Linked DNA regions of Mus musculus: region 2 is linked to region 1. Evidence: chromatin contacts called from public promoter capture Hi-C data. All regions are on one chromosome and are shown on one strand. Each heading gives the region's core, a stretch centred on a gene start, on an enhancer-like site or on the middle of the called end of the contact. The rest is flanking DNA. Distances are from core to core; before and after follow the strand shown. Region 1 holds the start of Ptcd2 (pentatricopeptide repeat domain 2). Region 2 holds the start of Srek1ip1 (splicing regulatory glutamine/lysine-rich protein 1interacting protein 1).

What was found. Promoter capture Hi-C pulls out the DNA fragments that hold promoters and counts their contacts.
Region 2: a promoter capture Hi-C map of pre-B cells shows a contact between it and region 1, with 6 times the contacts expected there. The contact joins the promoter of Srek1ip1 here to the promoter of Ptcd2 in region 1. A contact is called at or near these places in 1 of 39 promoter capture datasets (pre-B cells) and 2 of 484 Hi-C or Micro-C datasets (CD4 T cells and uterus).

Annotation. Positions count from the first base shown.
Region 1 is chr13:99,341,498-99,347,303 of GRCm38.p6, reverse strand. It overlaps Ptcd2 (pentatricopeptide repeat domain 2), which reads left to right and starts at 2,626. Exons shown (of 10, transcript NM_026873.2): 1 at 2,626-2,740; 2 at 3,899-3,991. The coding sequence starts at 2,635. Mrps27 (mitochondrial ribosomal protein S27) reads right to left here and starts at 2,518. Exons shown (of 11, transcript NM_173757.3): 1 at 2,429-2,518. The coding sequence starts at 2,501.
Region 2 is chr13:104,813,456-104,819,261 of GRCm38.p6, reverse strand. Srek1ip1 (splicing regulatory glutamine/lysine-rich protein 1interacting protein 1) reads right to left here and starts at 2,092. Exons shown (of 5, transcript NM_026075.3): 1 at 1,896-2,092. The coding sequence starts at 1,908. It overlaps Cwc27 (CWC27 spliceosome-associated protein), which reads left to right and starts at 2,309. Exons shown (of 14, transcript NM_026072.1): 1 at 2,309-2,575. The coding sequence starts at 2,534.

The DNA of each region.
Region 1 (5,806 bases), core at 1,377-3,876:
ATGCTGAAAGTCACACAACTGTGTACTTCAGTGAGTGAGTTGTACTGCATGTGAAGAGAAGGAACTCTAAAATAAAAGGCAGCTACCCAGAGATCATAACAGATCACACAAGGATTACAACCTGAGTTTTATGTCAGTGAAGAGTGACTGCGGATGACACCTAACTTTGATTTCTAGCCTCTACATACATGCATTCATAAAAGCACGATGCAAGCATGCATTCACACACGCACACACACACACACACACACATCTTTCTATGATGCTTTGTGCGTGTCATAAAGTCATAAAGAGCAAAGGTTTCTCCATCACTGCATACAAGCTGAGGTTCTAATAACGTCACAACCAAAGAATTTCTACAGCCAGGGGCAAAAGATGAAAGGAGATGGACACAAAGTGGAAGATCTAGATCAGACTCTCAAACTTTTTATGCATATGAGTCTCATTAAAATGCAGATAGTTTCTCTGTAGGCCCAGATTGCAGAGAGATTCTACTTATCCGACAAGTAACCCAGTAACAACATTCAAAGTGCTCAAAACACATCTGAATGAGTAAGAGTCTTCAGACTCACAGGCTTAGGTCTGGGCCTTGCCAGTCCCCCTCTGCACGTGCCATTCAAAATGTCTCCAAGCATTTTGTTTGTTTGTTTTGTTTTTAAAATAAGAAAATAATGTGATTGTGAAAATAGACAAGCTTTAGCAGCACAATTTAACTTTTAGCCCTTGTGGTGCCAATAATAAATGCTATGAAGATTGGGCAGATCATACACCTCTGTATCTTTTTCATCATACACAAAATGAGGGATACCACCTATCAGCAGGGTGGTTAAGGCTCACTAATGCCTGTCTACGAATTATGGTACCCAGTAAGTTTCCTTCCCCTGTCCTTTTCACATACCTGTTGTTGCTCTATCTCAGTTCATTTTTCTTCTATCTTTTTGATCATTTGGGCTGTATTCTTTCATCCTATTTTAAGTAGACTATGTAGAAGTCTTAAAGTGTTGCATATACTGACTCATCTGTCATGAATTTGTACAAGCTGAGTACTTGAATTAGGGTATTTATACACTGATGTACTTATATTGCCTTCCTATAGCCTCCATCTGTGGTCTAATGCAGTGTCCAAAAAACTTCTGTAGAAATAAAAATGTTACATTTTAAATTGTCCAAGACAAAAGACATCAGCTACATGGATGTACTGACCACATAAAACACTAACTGCCGTGAAGAAACTTAGTTTTTAATCTTATTTATCTTCAACTTAAATTTAAATAGCTACAAGTACTAGCAACTACCAAGTTGGGATAGCTTCAGAGTATAAACTGCCAAAGTAAAGGTTCTCTCAAGTTGCTCTGTGTAGTTTCCATTCCTTTGTTACAATAGTTGCCCCAGCCATTATAAGCAACCAACTTACTCTCCTGTATCTACTAGTGTGGGTCTTATGAAACTTCAAAGAATTTACTACCAATCACAATTAAATATGCCAAATAGCTCTACAAAGCACTCTTAGTGCCAAATATTGTTCGTATCAATTTGTCAAATGTGTGATATGAAGTGTTCTTGCCAGGTAGTTCAAACACTTTATCTTTAGAAAACTCTTGAGGACAACTGTGGAGTTTTTAAATGGCTGTACACTTACAGGAGTGAGAGCAAGTGAGCATTGCTTCTCTTTTTGTGACTGGTGTTAAGGGAGTCTGATTGAAAACAAGCAGCATTGCAAACATCCAAGTGTGGTTAGTTCATTTTACTTCTGTTATCTGGCACATCTTCAAGGATTACGAGATTGTAAGCACTACAAACTCGGGTTTTGCAAAAACTTCAAAACGTATTTTCACCATTAGGTACCCTAAAAAGGCTTTGAGTGATTATGTGATTCAACTCAAGCCATCAAATCGCTCTGCTTGTTTACCTACTGGTGGAAAAAAAAAAAAAAAAAGAAATGTCAGGCAGAAGTTGTGGCCAAGGTCACCAGGTAAAGTGAGGCTAGTGTTGAAAAATTCTTTCAGGAGATGAAGACCAAGGGTTCGGGTCATCAAGTACAAGGCAGTGAGGGAAAACTTTTGCCTGATGACCCTCCAAAGAAATCTCAGGGGAAGAAAACTGTTCTAGCCCACGGAGTGAACATATTTGGGTTTTTCATGATCACCAAGAAGTCTACTAATTTAATACATTAAACTTGCAAGACATACGCAGAACCTCATGCTACAGCCTTCCCCTACTTTTCAAAAGTTTGGAATGGCGGGTACTAGCCTTAAAGAAGAGGGATTATTTTTCCTTTCTGGGTTACCAATACCCTAAACGGCTTCTCTAGCAACCGGATCCCAGACGCACTTATGCGCTTCCTGGAAGCCCATCACCCCCTTCCTTCAATAAACAGCGTGCTGGGAGGCCTAAATGGAGCTGCAGCTCCAAGGCAGCAGCCACCAACCTGCGAGGCAAAGGCGAGACGCGTCTAGTCGCCGAGCCAGGAGCATCCCACACCGCACCATGGGAGCCGCCATCTTGGAGCGCACCAAGTGGAAGGCGGGCGTGGGGGGACAGGCACAGAGCCCGCCTCCGCCGGAAGTGGTCCTACCACCTCAGAGGTCCCCCCTGCCCGGGTCCCGCAGATGGTGCAGCCCGGCCCGGAACAACATGGCTACAGTGTTTCGGCCCCTGGAACGCCTGCGGGTGCCGCGTCCTTCGCTGCATCCCGGGGTGACGGGCTCAGGCTCCGCCTGCTGCCGCTGCACTCTCGGAGGTACGAGCGGCCGCACGCCTGGAAGGAGGGAGGGTGGAAGAGAAGGGAGCGTGAGCCCACCGCGGCCTCTCTTTTTGGAGGAGGCTCGTGCGCCCTTTCCCTTTTGCTGCACGCGTGAGCAGCCCGGTTTGCTTCCGGACTGTGAACCCCTCTGCTCTGTGCCTGGAAAGCAAAGGGCAGCTAGGGACTGCACTTGCAAAGGTCCAAGTTGCTCTTCGAGAACATACCTCAGTCGTCGGGTGTCCTTTTCTGCAAGGTTTTGGTGCGGAGTTTAAGAGATGGGAACCCAAGCTGTGCTGCTTACATTCTCAAAGACTCGAGGCAGGCGTCCTCATCCCCCAAATTATTCCTTACCGCCTTTCTGAAGGCGTGACTGCTATTGATAATAAAATTATTATAATGTGGGCGCGCACACACACACATAGCATCCAGTGACAGAGGTACCCTTCTTCATTTACAGAATAGGAAGTAGACAAGGTTGTCACTCGCCCAAGGTCACAGGGAGCTGGCAGATGCTGTATTTGAACTAAAGACCCAGATCTGACAGCGTCACAGGACTGCCTTTTCATAAACAACTATTTTTGTTACTACCTTACTGTGTCAGATCTCAGTGCACGGTTCATCTGTTTTTATCTCATGCACAGCCAACGATGCAGAAGGGTACATTCCAGACTTGCTGATCTGTGGTCAGTGATTTCTGATCTAGGGTTACTGAGTCCAGATCTGAAAGGCTATCTTCAGTGCCGAAGTTTCAAAACTGGAAGTCATGATATAGCTTTTCCCAATATTTCATGTTTCTCCCAAAATAAACCAAGCAAAAGTGTGTGTGTGTGTGTGTGTGTGTGTGTGTGTAGGTGTCTGCAGTGTGTGTGTGTGTGTGTGTAGGTGTCTGCATTGCTAGCCCCCAACTAGATAGCAAATGCCCATTTGTTCTTCATAGCTCATCTTGTCAACCAGTCTTCACACTCCATCAATCCCTACCTCTTTCAAATGTAAGACTTGCATTCAATACTTGACTGGAGATGTTTGCTTCTCACCAGGGATATATAGTATTTGTACCTCTCTGGATGGATCCTTTAGAGGCAACCATGCTCTTATTTGCTGCGGGGGAGGGGGAGAGCAATCAAAATGACTTTATTTTCTTTTTCTACTTTTTAGCTAAAAGATACCTACTCACAGATAACATTGTGAAGTTAAAGGAATTTCAACATAAGAAGATAGCTATTGCATATAACCTACCTGGCACCAAAGGTAATATCTGTTTTATTAATTCTTTAATCGTCTGTCATTCATATTTCTCCTTTGTCTCTATTCACTCTTTCAAGACCTATCTCATAGAGAGAAAAAAGACAGAGTGACCATTAGTTTCCTCATCAACCCTTTCTCTCAGACTCTGGTACTTCAAGTCCATGGCTCTTCCTTTAGCCCTGCCCCTAGGAACCCCACGAAAATAGTGATATTAGCCCTGTGGCCAGTCATCTAGATCTCTGCTGCTCAGAATATGATTTGAGGACCATCATCAGCATCAATTGGGAGATCGATAGAGATAGACTTGGAAAGGCAGCAGATTGGAATAGACTACATAGTTCAAGAGTCCAGGCTTTCAAATGTTGATTAAGTATACCGTAGACCTGTGATATACTTGTAGGTCAGTAAGACCATGGTGTGGTAGTACATTTGGATTTTTCACACTTTAGAATCTAGGATTTACTTTGAAAAGCTCACTGTATTTAGGCTACACAGAAGAATCAAAATTAGCAAACTTGGCACCTGTTAAGACTGATTGCCAGATGAGGGTCATTATACTGGTTTTTTTTTTTCCCTCCTACTTTTGAGAGATACTTAAGGAGTTAAAAGTGCTTGCTGCTATTCCAGAGAGCCTGAGTTCGGTTCCTAGCACTCACATTGGGTGACTTAGAACTGCCTATAATGGTCTAGCTTCAACTCCTCCGTTGCCCTCTTCTGGTCTTTGCAGGCATAAATGTGCACAAACCTTTGTGCAGACATGCATGCCTGCATAAAATCAAAATATTTAAAACATGTAAAAAGCACTAAAAACATGAGGACACCAGTTCTTTGGCTTTAGTCCCTGTCATATCTTAGCAATCTTGTGTTCATTCCCTCTGTCCTGCAGGTTGAAGACTTCAAACTCCTTGATAAGCATATCTAAGACTTCCTCTGGCTTTTGTTGATTCGTTTTTAAAAGACCTCATTGGTTACTATTGACCTAAGACAGTTTCACATATGAACATCACACCCTGCCCACTCTTACCATCATCTCCCTACCTCCACTTCTAAACCTTTCTCTCACGTTCCTGCCTATGCAGCTTGCCTTGTGACCCTCTGATACACACCCAACACTCCTTCCTCTTGCCACCGCCAGTTCCCAGCCAGATCCCACTGAGAGACTGACTGACACTTCATGCCTCCATCCCTCCCGTCCTGTTCCTTCTCACTGCTTTTCAGGGTCAAGCCCTAGCAGTCAAGGAGGCAGTCTGTGGGCGTTTTGCTTGCATGTATGTACTATGTGTTTGCAGTGCTAAGGCCAAAAGAGTGCACTGAGTCCTCTGGAGTTCCAGAGAGTGGTTAGCTGCCATGTAGACCCTGACTGTGTGCCCTCTACAACAGTAACAAGTGCTCTCAACAGCTCAGCCATCTCCAGGCCCCAGGCTTGCCTTTTGATCTTGGGTATTTTGGGCCTATCTGAGGTTTGCATAGGAAGTACTCCCTGCTGTTATGTCTAATTGCCATGGTCTTCATGAATCTGTGATAGCTGTGGACCTGTTCCCAGATGCAGTCTAAAAGTCAGCCCCGTCTACGGCACTATCAGACTGGTACTTATACAATCCTGCCACCGTTCTATTATTTTAGGAGCCTACAGTGTCACTCTGTCACGTACCATACTTTGTACAGACTTTTCCATCACCACATTCCCTGATAGTCCTCCACTTCAGGGAACGTTATCTGTCCTGCTCACAGTCACAACAGATGTCAAAATGTGACTCTTCTTACTGCTTTGGTTTTGTTCACGTGCTATCTCTACAAAGTAACCTGACTTCCTGGGTA
Region 2 (5,806 bases), core at 843-3,342, 5.5 Mb before region 1:
ATAGACCTCAACACAAGTTCCAGACTGACCTTACCACCATCTCTCAACTCTGATCTTGAGGGATGTCTTCCCAGTTATGAGGCCTCCTCAAATGAGCTAATGTCAAAAACCAGGTTAATCTCATTTCCTACCCACACCAAAGCAATTAATTCTTAGTGATTCTACCACCACCACCACCCCCCCCTCCAAATTAGCTGCTTCTCTCTTAATGAGTCTACATCCTCAATGGTAACATAACTGACCAGAATCACCCTTAAGTACCAACAACGCCTCTACATTAACTAACTCTCCTCTAGGTCACAGTATCCTAAAATGTAATTTTTCTTAAAGCTGTTAAGTGTTTTCCTACTGTCTATTAACATCCTAACACTTTGTTTTTGCTTGTAAGGTCCTTCAGTCGCAGGGAATCTATTGTGCCATGGATATGTTGGAGAATGCATTTGCATTCATGGTGGCCAAGAGCTTGGATAATCTCCATTAGCTTTTGTAATAGGCAAGTTACTTGATTTCTCCGTCTGTGAAGTGAGACTAACAACAGCTATCTCATAGCAGTGGTTATTAAAGGGAGGAAAAAAATATACAATGTTTGACATAGTATCAGATACATGGGTTACATAGTAAAAGTTAGATACTTTGAATTATCGCTTTAGTTAATTTCTCTTTTCTCTCAGGTTAGCTGATCGTTAGCCACGGCAGGGCTCTTTCATTCCCTCTTTTAGTTCCTCTTCCTTTCTGTATCTGCTCCCTCTCCCTGCAGGTCCCCTGCACTCTCACCTTTCTTTAGCTTTCATCTGGAACATCCTTTTGTACACTCTGGATCCTGTTAGGTGTCCTGTTTTTGCTCGCCCCAGCGTTAGTTCTACTTTCTGTAAATCCCCCCCCCCCCGAATTCTAGGAGAGCAAGGGTTTCTACCATGCTGACTGCCACACACTCAATAAATGTAGTCACCTCTCTTTTCACAGCTCCTGGAGTGCTCCTCTGCAGAAGTTAGGAAGCAGCCCCACCCCGCAACAGTAATCTCTAGAATAAAGTTCAGAAAAGGCTGCCACGGAACAAAGACAGGGGTCAAACAGTAGCGGGAAGGGGCAGTGTTAAGCAAAGTTGGGGCTTCACAAATAGTTTGAGGGTCTTTCCTACAGTACTATGCACTGTGAATCTCCGAGATGCGAGGCGGGTATATCTCTTAAAAACACCTGCTTGATAATAGGGTTTTACAGAAACACATTCTGACAAAGTCGGCTTGGGGAAGTTCTTAGCGGCTCCCCAGTAAACTGGAGCAACAAAAACATCCCCGGAGCTCAGTTTGCCGTTTCTAGGTTAGAAACCTCTGAACACAAAAGTGGAACCTACAAAGAATCTTAGATCTAATTCGAGAAAGCACTGTCTTGAAACTGATAGGGAAACTGAGGCCCGGAAGGGCACAGCAGCGGGCCTGCAGCCACATAGAAATTACAGGCTGGAAGTGCTAGAACAAGCCTCAGGTGCTCTTCTTGGCGACTTTCAGTATAATGTGTATAGCCACCTGGATTCGGCAAAATGCTCACATTTCGAATTTTATTTTGAAATCGTGTGAAAGTTACAGTCTTCTGGGCAAGTTGTCCCCTTAGGCCTACAGTTCTCATTGTCACCAAGTCCCTTGTCCCTCTTACAATACACTTTCCCTCTAATCCTGTGCAGTTTGGGCTTGTCCAAGAATGACAGAGATGATCTTTCCCTATCTTTCTCACCCCGCTTTGAACTTGTAGTATAAGCTTTTTCATGTAAGCCGACCAAATCTAAATTTTTAGGCCTTCGCCTGATTCCCCAAGTGCTCGCTGCCACCCACCCCCGTGCTCTGGGCTTCCCTGCTCGTCTCATTCCTCTGGAGTGAGAGAGCCCTGCGGTTGACCTTCACCTGGGACTGCCATGATGCAAGGTGAGTGGGATCGTCGGAGTCCTGGGCTTTCGAGATCACGTTAGGTTCAGGTCCGTTGCGAGGACAGCGCATTCCCAAAGGGATCTCTCCCACCCGGCCACTACAACTTCACCGGGCAGGGGAAGGCCCGATGCACATCTAGGGTTGGCGGAACTAAGTGGCTGTGGATGCAGTTTCCAGGGGTGTCCTACCGCGGAGCACACGCGGTCGGAACCATTTCGGCCCGCTTCGGGAGGTGAGTGCTATCTGCAATCGCCTGACCTGGACGCAGCCCCGGGATTTACGGATTGGCCCTTTAGCTCGTATTATAAACCTCGCTACAAATTCTCTAAAGTTGTAGAGGTCCTATAGTCTTTTCTAGTTTCCTGAAGGACAGGGAAGTCCCCCCTCCCGGGGTTAGCGGTGCTCCGGTCCGGGAGCAACATGGCGGCGTCCATGATGGGCTAGTTTGGGGAGTAACTAGTGATTAGTACGGCTGTCTTGTCCGACTCTGACCGAGTGAAGTTTTCCCCCAAATACTCAGGTTAAAGAATTGTGTGCTAACAGGTGGGCCTCGCCGGAGACCCGCCATTCGCTTGCGGCCACACTAAGGAGCGGAGTCCTGAGCACTGAGCAAGATGAGTAACATCTACATCCAGGAGCCGCCCACTAATGGGAAGGTGAGAGCCTTACCTCCTGGACACGGTGACTGGGGGCGGGCAGGGAGGGGCAGCTATCGGGGATTTTAGAGGTGGAAAGACCAAAGGACTCTTCTCCACACCCTGCATATGGCCAGTGTTGCATTTATATTCTTTACGGTGACGTGTCTCAGCATATTTTTGAAAGAGTTCTTGGGCAACCTCCCTATTCGCTAGTCTTCTGACCCCTTAACTTCCTTGATCCAACTCACGTGAGCGCCTTCTAGTGTCTATTGTTTTTAAGACTTATCTCAAGATTGTACACTTTTGCTTGTTGTTTAACTTGGAGATCGTGCATTCTCTACAGTCATTATTGAAGGCCTCTTTGGCACCACGCACTCTACTAGGTGCTGATGATACAAAGGTTGGTATTCTACCTTTATATGTGTGTCTGTATTATAGACACACACACACACACACACACACACACACACACACACACGTATATATATACTAATTCCCTATCTCAGGATTACAGACGTGCATGAACACACCTGCCTTTGCTTGGGAGGTATTGAAGAAGAGATTATATTGCCATGACAGTGATGGAGGGAAAACAGGAAATGATGGGGAAAACATCTTGGAGGAGATATCTTTTGAGATAATTGTCAGTTAGAAGCAGGGGAGGAGTGAGGAATGTTATTTCATAGGAATGGGAGTAGATTCCCTGATAGATTTCATGCTGAGCTATATATTTCTAGAGGACAATATTAATTTTAATGAATAAATGCGTGTAGAGATGAAATAGACTGACCATTCCACAATGCAGAACCTTCACGCTTCATTTCTCTAGTTTGCTATTTTACCTGTTCAAATGTAACAAAGAAGCCTATCAAATAGCAGATCTCAGTGATGCCCTGGGTCTCAGCAATTACCCAGTATTTAACAGTATCTTACCTTGGTTTCTTTCCTATATAGAATGCAAACACTATAGAGTTGAAGATGAGCATCTAGAGCAGTGGTTCTCAACCTGTGGCTCATGACCCCTTGGGTTGAATAACCCATTTACAGGGGTCGAATATCAGATACCCCGCATATTAGATATTTATATTAGGATTCATAACAGCAAGATTACAGTTATAAAATAGCTGGAAATAGTTTTACGGTTGAGGGTAAATACAACATGAGGAACTGTATTACAGGGTCACAGGATTAGGAAGGTTGAGAACCACTGGCCTAGAACATTGCTTTACGTAGAGTTCGTACACTACGAAAGAATAGCTAGGCACATGACTTAATGCTGTTTCTTTAGCTTCTGAGAGGTATTAAGCATAGGTGAGGGTGGAGTTAAACTGTTATTCCTCATGGGCACATTTAGTTGTTTGACTCTAATGACTTCTTTTTTAAGAACTAAAACAGGGTTTCATATGAGTCCTTAGCTGTGCTGGAAACAGTTGTTTACTGTAGGAAATGATTTGATATATCCACAGAGTAAAAGCACTTCTGAACAGGAGCTCATTCATACAACAAGTATTTTTAAAACTTTGTGTGTGTGTGTGTGTGTGTGTGTGTGTGTGTATGTGTGTCTATGTCTGTTTGTGTCTGTGTCTTGTTCCATGCTGGTCCCACTGCACACATTCGAAGGTTCAGAGAATAACTTTAGTTGATGGCCCTTATCTTCTCTCAGCTTAATTAAAGGCAGCGTCTTTTTGTTGTGTGATGCTGCCTGTGCCAGCCTCGCTGGCTTGTGAGCTTCTGGAGAACCTCTTGTCTCCTTGGCTCACCATAGAGCACTGGGATTAAAGACACATGTTACAGAACTCACATTTTAAAAAAGAATGAAAGAAAAAAGAAATCACACAAAGTCCAGGTACTTGTCGGTAATTTTTTAATGTTATGATCTAAGTTTTAATTGTTAGTTACATGGTACCTAGATTAACTAAGCCTGCTTTCACAAATGTCATTTTAAAGATAGCAGTAATAATGTAGAAACTTGGCCAGGAGTAGTGGTGCTTATCTTAATCACAGCATCTGGCAGGCAGAGACAGGTAGATCTCTGAGTACAGGGCCACCCTGGTCTACAAAGCAAGTTCCAGGGCAGCCAGGATTATACAAAGAAACCCTGTTTTGAAAACAAACAAATGTAACAACTTGGTAGGTGTGGCCATACACTCCTTTAATACCAGTACTCCAAGGCAGAGGAAGATGGATCTCTGTGTGTTCAAGGTCAGGCTGGTCTACAAAGCCCCATTGAGACCCTGTTTCAAAAAAAACAAACAAACAAACAAACAAACAAAAATACCAACCAAAAAATCAAAAAACCAAACCAAAACAAACAACAACAACAACAACAAAAAACAATGTAAGAAAAAAAAAATGGTAGCATTGAAGCATAGAAAGCGTGAGAAATCTGTCAAGTCGAAGTTAGGAAGGTTGTTGGGAATACATGTTTCCATTTATTATTGGTAAAATGAGCTTTGTATTAAATATTTGTTCTGTCTTGAAATATTTGTCATTAAGATTATAAAGCCATTGTTTATGCTCTACTGAGGTTTTACAACCATTTTAAGCCTAAATATACAGAACTGGAAGACAGACCTCTCTAATTTCAATGAAAACATATTTGGTGAAAGAAATCTGATACAAAGGGGCACTTTTTTTTGTTTTGTTTTTTTCTGGTTTTTTCGAGACAGGGTTTCTTGTATCCCCTGGCTGTCTTGGAACTCACTCTGTAGACCAGGCTGGCCTTGAACTCAGAAATCCGCCTGCCTCTGTCTCCCAAGTCCTGGGGTTAAAGGCGTGCACCACAACACCTGGCTAAAGGGGCACATTTTGTATGATTCCATTCATATGAAATGTTCAGATGGCAATGTCCACACAGACAGAAAAGAAATTAGTAGTTGCCAAAGGTGAGGATAGCAGGAGTAGAGGGACTGAAATGGGTCAAGGCTTTATTATAGGGAAATGAGATGTTTTGGAAATAGTGGCAGTGGCTGCCAAATTCTAAAATCCAGGGAACTCTTTAACAGGGTGACATTGATATGTAGATTATATCTCAATAAGTATTATTTACATATAGATTATATCTCAATAAATATTGCTATGTTTTTATAAAATTAAAATCAGAACTACTTCTAAATATGGTCTTTGTAACTTCACAAAATTTTTTAAAAGGTTGCTAAGAAGAAAAGCCTAAGTCCCCCCTAATAGTAAAATGTGTTTTATTTCAAGCATATAAGGAAGGGACAGTGAAGTAGGTCAGCACTTATGGAA